Regions from separate parts of the Mus musculus genome. Here region 1 is linked to region 2. Evidence: chromatin contacts called from public HiChIP or PLAC-seq data. All regions are on one chromosome and are shown on one strand. The core of a region is the stretch at or near the end of the contact, and the rest is flanking DNA. Distances in the headings are between cores, read along the strand shown. Region 1 overlaps Zswim5 (zinc finger SWIM-type containing 5). Region 2 holds the start of Zswim5 (zinc finger SWIM-type containing 5).

The links. HiChIP or PLAC-seq counts read pairs in DNA pulled down with a chosen protein or histone mark.
Region 1: an H3K27ac HiChIP or PLAC-seq map of SST interneurons shows a contact between it and region 2, with 4 times the contacts expected there. The contact joins the enhancer-like site here to the promoter of Zswim5 in region 2. A contact is called at or near these places in 10 of 39 promoter capture datasets (the 3T3-L1 cell line, the HPC-7 cell line, embryonic stem cells and 4 more), 1 of 15 datasets of contacts at CTCF or cohesin (the NIH/3T3 cell line), 20 of 484 Hi-C or Micro-C datasets (the N1E-115 cell line, bone marrow-derived macrophages, cardiomyocytes and 11 more), 17 of 115 datasets of contacts at active chromatin or transcription factors (SST interneurons, astrocytes, craniofacial prominence and 8 more) and 4 of 9 other capture datasets (adipose tissue, embryonic stem cells, liver and 1 more).

Annotation. Positions count from the first base shown.
Region 1 is chr4:116,973,639-116,977,184 of GRCm38.p6, forward strand. It overlaps Zswim5 (zinc finger SWIM-type containing 5), which reads left to right. Exons shown (of 14, transcript NM_001029912.2): 7 at 1,558-1,704; 8 at 2,199-2,336. Among named protein-coding and RNA genes, the nearest start is that of Urod, 19 kb to the right of the region's middle. Within about 2 kb of position 1,888, at least 1 of the 459 cell types and tissues checked has an H3K27ac peak or open chromatin away from gene starts, as enhancers often do. A contact at or near this core is called in SST interneurons, where this site is marked.
Region 2 is chr4:116,875,641-116,878,886 of GRCm38.p6, forward strand. It overlaps Zswim5 (zinc finger SWIM-type containing 5), which reads left to right and starts at 1,762. Exons shown (of 14, transcript NM_001029912.2): 1 at 1,762-2,423. The coding sequence starts at 1,820.

The DNA.
Region 1 (3,546 bases), core at 638-3,137, 98 kb after region 2:
ATGCCTGCACTCACACTCATAGGCCAAATGCACTAATGAAAAAAAAAAAAGAAGGCATTTTAAAAATTGTAAGAGGTGGATAATGTCTGAGGAATAACACCCAAGGTTGTCTCTGGACTCCACAGTCTATAAGTATACGTGTTCACACACAAGAGCACACACACATAAAAATAACACTGTGTTTGAAACTGCAGTTACCCCATGCTAGGAACTAGGATGCAGTCTGTGTTCGTCATCAGGCTGTCTTCTTTTCTCTGCCTCATCTTCCTAGCATCCTTTATAACAGGATAGAACCTGTTTGATCTAGTTTAAACTTCTCCTGCAACGATTGTCTGGTTTACATCAGTTTGTCCTTAGCTTTCCTAGAGTGCATTCATTCTAAAATATAGCTTGGGAGCCTGGTATGGTGGTAACTTAACCTCAGAAACTGGGAGACAGGGAAGGTGGGTCTCTGCGAGTTTGATGCTAGTATGGTCTATGTAGCAAGTTCTAGACCATACTAGCTAGGGTTCTAGACCAGCTAAGGTTACACGGTAAGACTCTGTTTCCAAAACCCAACTAACTAAATAAAATAAACAAACAAGCAAGCCAAGGGGGTTGTTACAGTACAGGAGTAAATGATATACAGAGGCAGAGGCCAGCAGATTTCCATGCTGGAGACCTTTCCAAGCTAGCTCTAGCCTCATAGCTCAGCTCTAGCCTCATAACTCAGCTCTAGCCTCATAGCTCAGCTCTAGCCTCATAGCTCAGCTCTAGCTACCTTGAACTATTTGCCATACTCCAAAGAAATTATCTAGACTTCCTTTATGGTCTTATTTATATATGATTAAACATATGTACTCTTTGCTAAGAAAGTCTTCCTTGTTTACCTCCCCATTCATAATCATTCTTGTACTTCAAGTGTAGCTCAGATATTTTCAGTATAGGTGTTTATCATGTCAGTGCCTTATAATTGTCTGTCTAGGTCTCATTCATGAGCCCTTTAGAGCAGCTGTCGTGCCTTCTCTATTTTTGTACTTCCTTTGCCCAGTGCACTATCTGGCATATAATATAGGTCCTCAGGATACAGGGTTACTAATGAATGTATTAATCATTTGATAATGAAGCTAGATATGGTGGTACAGGCTTATAATCCCAAAACTTGAAAGCACAGGGAATCAGGAATTCAGGGCTAGTGTCAGCTGCATGTCAGAGTTCACAAGGAGTCTAGGCTACATGAGACCCTGCCTCTGACAATAAAACTAATCATCTGATACTGAGGCTTTTCCCTTAGACGGCTAGCAGCTGCTCCACCAGGTTCCCATAGTGCATGTTCACAGAGAATCTGCTTCTTATTGTTCTAGTTGTATATCCCATCACACTGAGGCTAGAGGAGCCCTTTCAAGATGGCTTCTTCCACTTATATCCTCGAAGATAAAAGGCACAGTCCCTGTTCTAAAGCACACACCAAGTTGAACTGAGAAACTGGACTGAACATGGACCCCTTTGTCTGTCAAACATAGGACTTTCCTGTTTGAAATGTTAACTCTAACAGAATGTTTCTTTCCTGCCTGGTAGAGCATGTGCCTACAGCCTGTGCTCGGGTTGATGCACTGCGATCTCATGGGTATCCAAAAGAGGCTCTCAGACTCACGGTGGCCATCATTAATACTCTGAGGTTGCAGCAGCAGCGGCAGCTAGAGATCTACAAACATCAGAAGAAAGGTATAGTGATTAGGAATCCTCTAACATCCTGGGGTCTCAGGGTGATAAGGACCTGCAGGAGATAAAAAGATGAAGAACCTAATTTTCATTCAGTACCATGGGCTTGAGAATTCCAAGTAATTCTACTTGCTGAGTGGAGTGCCTTCTTGCTATTCCTGTGAATCTCAGTTTTATTTGCTGAATGTAAAATAGGAACAATGAGCCTGCTTTTCACTGGAAGCTTCCAGGCTTCCACCTGGAAGGCCCACTAAGACCTGGAGAAGATGCTTTTGAAACTGTAAAGCTGTCTCCATATATGCACTGCCAGCAGACAGTATAAACTAGAGCTGGCTGGTGAGCTTGCGGTCGAGCCAATCAAGCAGACATAACAATAAGGGGAGCTTTTCTTTGACTTTCTGGTCAAGGACTGAATGATACTGATTAGGAAATGAAAGCAAAAGAAAAGCACATTCCCACATCTCTCGGTCTAAAACTTGAAACCTGCTTGCTTCCAGAGTTGTTGCAGAGAGGAACGACAACAATCACAAACCTGGAGGGCTGGGTGGGCCATCCCCTGGATCCCATTGGCTGCCTGTTTCTCACTTTGACTGAAGCCTGCCGCCTGAATGATGACAGCTACATGGAGATGTCAGGTACAAGGGTCAGCCTGAAACAAGCATCTCTCTGCAAACTCTGTGGTCTGCCCGTGTGTCCTGCTTTCGTACTTTACCTTACAAGCTTCCTTAGGGGGATAAGAAAGGTGAGAGGAATTTTAGGAGTCAGAGGAAAAAAGTTCGGAGCAGTCTAGAAGTGGGAGACCATCTCTATGAGAAGTGTGTGCGTCAAGTAGTCATGGCAGTGCCCACCTGTAGCCACAGCTACTCTCAGGAGGCTAAAACAGGAAGATCATTTGAGCCCAGGGTTTTAAGGCTAGCTGGACCCTCCCCCAAACACCTACTTCTCTCCTCCTCCTCCTCCTCCTCCTCCTCCTCCTCCTCCTCCTCCCCCCTCCTCCTCCTCCTTTCCCTCCTCCCCCTCCTCCTCCTTTCCCTCCTCCCCCTCCTCCTCCTCCTCCTCCTTTCCCTCCTCTCCCTCCTCCTCCTCTTCCTCTTCCTCCTCCTCTTCTTCTTTTTAAGCCAAGTAAGATGGCTCAGGTCTATAATCTCAGCATTCAAGAAGCTGAAGCTGGTGAATTTTAACAGAAAAGGTCATCCTGGATCACACAGTATAAGGCCCTGCCTCAAAAAAAACAACAAAGTAGACGGCTGGAGAGAGAGCTTAAAGGTTAAAAGCACTGGCTGCTCTTCCAGAGGTCCTGAGTTCAATTCCCAGCAACCACATAGTGAGTGGTTCACATCCATCTATACTGGGATCTGATGCCCTCTTCTGGCATGCAGGTGTACATGCTGATAGAGCACTCATACATTAAATAAATAAACCTTTTTAAAAGCAACAATAAAGTATCTTTCTTTAAAACCATATAATACTCTTAGCAGGATCTTGTTGTCGTTTCCCTTTGGCACCCCAATCCTTGAGATCTCTGTTGAGAGAATTTAGACAGTGCTGGGTGTGATGGCACACATCTTTAATCCCAGCACTTGGTAGGCAGAGGCAAACAGAGCTCTATGAATTTGAGGCTAACCTTGTCTACACGTAGCAAGTTCCAGACCAGCCAGGGCTATATAGTGAGTCCCTGACTCAAAAGCAAACAAATAAAAACAAAACCTAGACAAGACACATAGAGTGTAGTATAGAAGATCCTCAGACTCTATTAGAAGTAGGAAGGTACATTCTCAAAGGGAGAGTGGACAGTGGTCAGAGGGGCCTTGCACAGCAGGATACCTTCAGAGAGTGAGCAATGAC
Region 2 (3,246 bases), core at 512-3,011:
CAACAACTGATTAAATCAAAGTAACACACTGGCTGATTCAAAATCAAATGTTCTTTTCTTCCCTATTGTCTATCATCATTTTCCTTTCTATTTTAAAAATTCAATATTCTTCAAGCAACTTTCATTTTTTAAGAATTATGGCAGGTGATAATCATCCCTTACTTAGAAATGATTTCTGTCTTTACAAATCTATTAGTGGAGTCAAGGAGACTGACATTAAAGAAGACACACACAGGCGTACTTGTGCGTGTGCACGCACACACACACACAATTCTGAAAAGAATGGGCATTATGAAAGCCCATGACTGTGGTAGGTGATTCATTTAAGATTCATTTAAGCAGAGACTGATACTTCATAATAATTCAATTATACTTGCAGAAATAATATCATATTATTTCTGAAATATTATTTTTGAAAATGTTTATGAAAGAAGCAATTGACCACATATTTAATTCTTACATGCTATATGCACAGATATTGTTGTCAGCTTCCTTTTACAAATCATGAGTCGTGATTAGCACCACACGACCATTAAGAGCGATTCACATCTAGGTTATAGCCGGAGCTCTTTTCTTCAGAGATTACTGCAAAACCAAACTAATTTGGCTGCAGTCTACCTTCTCTTATTCGTTCTTTGTACTACTCTCTCTAGCTGAACTCAGCTATAGGATGTTTTCTAATACAGTTCCTGGAACTTTTTAAAAGTTGTAGTGATTATGTCACAACTCCGTGTTTATGAAGAAGTTACTGTTGAAGTTGTCACTCGTGAGTACCCACTAATGTACCTGGGTGAGGGGACACCACAGTGAAGAAAATGGACATGACCTTCATTGTTATGGAGTTAGGCAGTTAGACATCAAATAACAAAAGACGCATTAAATTTTAGGTAAATTCAGGGGAATGAATAGAAGACGGACAAGAAAAACATGAAAATCCTAATTTAAACCCGAGGTAAGGGATCAGAGAATTCTATCAGAAACTACACAAAAGTGTTGGTTCCTCCCCCCCCCCCCGCCCCCTGTAGGATGCAAGGTGCTAAACCCCTCAAAGAACCCCACGAGGGTGCTGCTGCCTCAGCAGTGAGGTCCTGGCGCCCCATTGTTCGGACTGGCTGATGGACTTAGCCAGTTTCTGAGCCGGCGGGGACGCCGATGCTGTCCTATATTGTGACACGGGGAGAGTTTTCATCCCGCGAACTTTTTGATTCTACCCTCTACTCCCACCCGGTGGCTTCCTTCTTAGCATCTTTCTGCTTGGTTGGTGCCCCTTGGGTTGCGACAGTCGCTTGTCCGTTCTGTCTGCTGCAGGAGCCTCACTGGAGTTGTTTCCTCTCCTCATGCCCCTCAAGCCTGTTACTTCATGGCGACAGCTGGCGGCCGGGTCTTTTCATTTGGCCACGCGGCCATCCTCGCCCGCCCGCAGGTGCGCCGGAGGCACCTGGTGCCGGGCGCTCCTCGTCCTTGGCGGCCCGCGGCCCCGCACGAGCGCTCGGATTGTGTTCCGGGCTGGCTGCGCCCGGAGCGCGCCCGCAGTCTGTGCTCGCCCCCGCGTCTCCTCGCGCCCGCGGCGGCCCCGGACGGCGCGCGTCGCCTCGCGCTGGTCCTCAGGCCAACCAGCGCCGGCCCGAGCGGCGCGAGCACGGGACCGGCGCCCCGGCTTCCCACTCGGGCCGGCGGGCTCGTGGGTTCGTTCGCCCCGCCCCCTCCCCACAGCGCCGCCGCTGGGCGCTTGCGCGGGGCGCGTGGCCGTGGCTGGGGTCTCCGCCGCAGCCCGAGCAGCCGCCTCCGCCTCAATCAGTCAGTCAGTCAGTCCCCAGCAATGGCGGAAGGAGGTGAGCGAGAGGAGCTGCTTTCGCCGCCGCCGATCTCTCCGGCCAAGAGGCTGTGCTCTTGGCCCAGCCCGCAAGCTCACCACCCCCGCGGGACTCCCGGGGCAGCCGGCGGAGGGGCGGGGGGCGGCGGCGGCGGCTGCCTGGCCCCCGGGGCCCGCCCCCACCTGCAGCCGGAGTCCTTGCTGGACTGCGCCGCCAAGACGGTGGCGGAAAAGTGGGCGTACGAGCGGGTGGAGGAGCGCTTCGAGCGGATCCCGGAGCCGGTGCAGCGCCGCATCGTCTACTGGTCCTTCCCGCGGAATGAGCGGGAGATCTGCATGTACTCCAGCTTCCAGTACCGGGGCGGCCCGGGAGCCGGCGCGGCTGCCGGCGCGGCGGGGGCTTCGCCGGTCGAGGAGGGGCCGCCGCCACCCCCCGGGGCCGCCGCTCCGGCCGGCTCCGCCCCCGGGGCCGCCGGGGCGGGCTCGTCCCCCGGGCTGGGCGCTGGGACTGGAACGGCGAGCGGCGGCTGCGGCGGCGGCGAGGGGCTGCCGTTCCGCCGGGGCATCCGTCTGCTGGACAGCGGCTCCGTGGAGAACGTGCTTCAAGTCGGTAGGTGCTGCCCGGCCCCTCTCGGCCCCCTGCCTCTTCTGCAGGTGCCTTCCCAAGCCCTGGGTCAAAACCCAGGCTTTCTGCCCAACTCCGGCATCCCCGCCAAGGACAAAAAAGTGGCATAAAAAACTTTTCCCAAGGTTTCCTTCAGGTCCACTACTGCTCTTTCCCCTACCGGCTGCCCTATTTCTTTTTCTTTTTGTTTGAAGAGCGAGTAGGTCTCTCTCTCTCTCTCTCTCTCTCTCTCTCTCTCTCTCTCTCTCTCTCTCTCTCCCCCCTATACTCTCATACTAAAGGAATAACCGTGTGATGTGCCCTTTTCGAAACGCGTTTTACTGATTTAAGTTTAGAGGGAAAGGAGGGAAAGGGAGCAATAGGTTTTAGAGGGAATGTTTGAGGGACAGGCTGTCACAGTCAATCTGTAGTTATAGCAGATTGAATCTGAGTGTAATTAACTTTCACATCGGAAAAAGCAACAGAATACTGTGCATTTTAGACAATTTAAATTGTCTGTTTTAATATCCCTCCCCCCGACCAGTGATGCCTGGGAATCTAGGCTGCAGATTAACAATAACGGAAGATGGAAATGTGACAGCTTCTCTTTTCTACACCCCCATCCATGGGAAAGGGGGAAAAAAGCTACACAATCTGGAGTGGGGGCGGGGTCTGCCTTCCTTGTCAGACTGGGGTAAATCAAAAGCCAGTCACGTTGGATGTTTCAAATGCTTTCATTTAACGCGTCCTCGTATTCGCTTTTGTTTTATCTTTTTGTTTGTACAAAAATGGAAACTGATTTTAAAAAATCTACTCGTTCTCTTGAGCG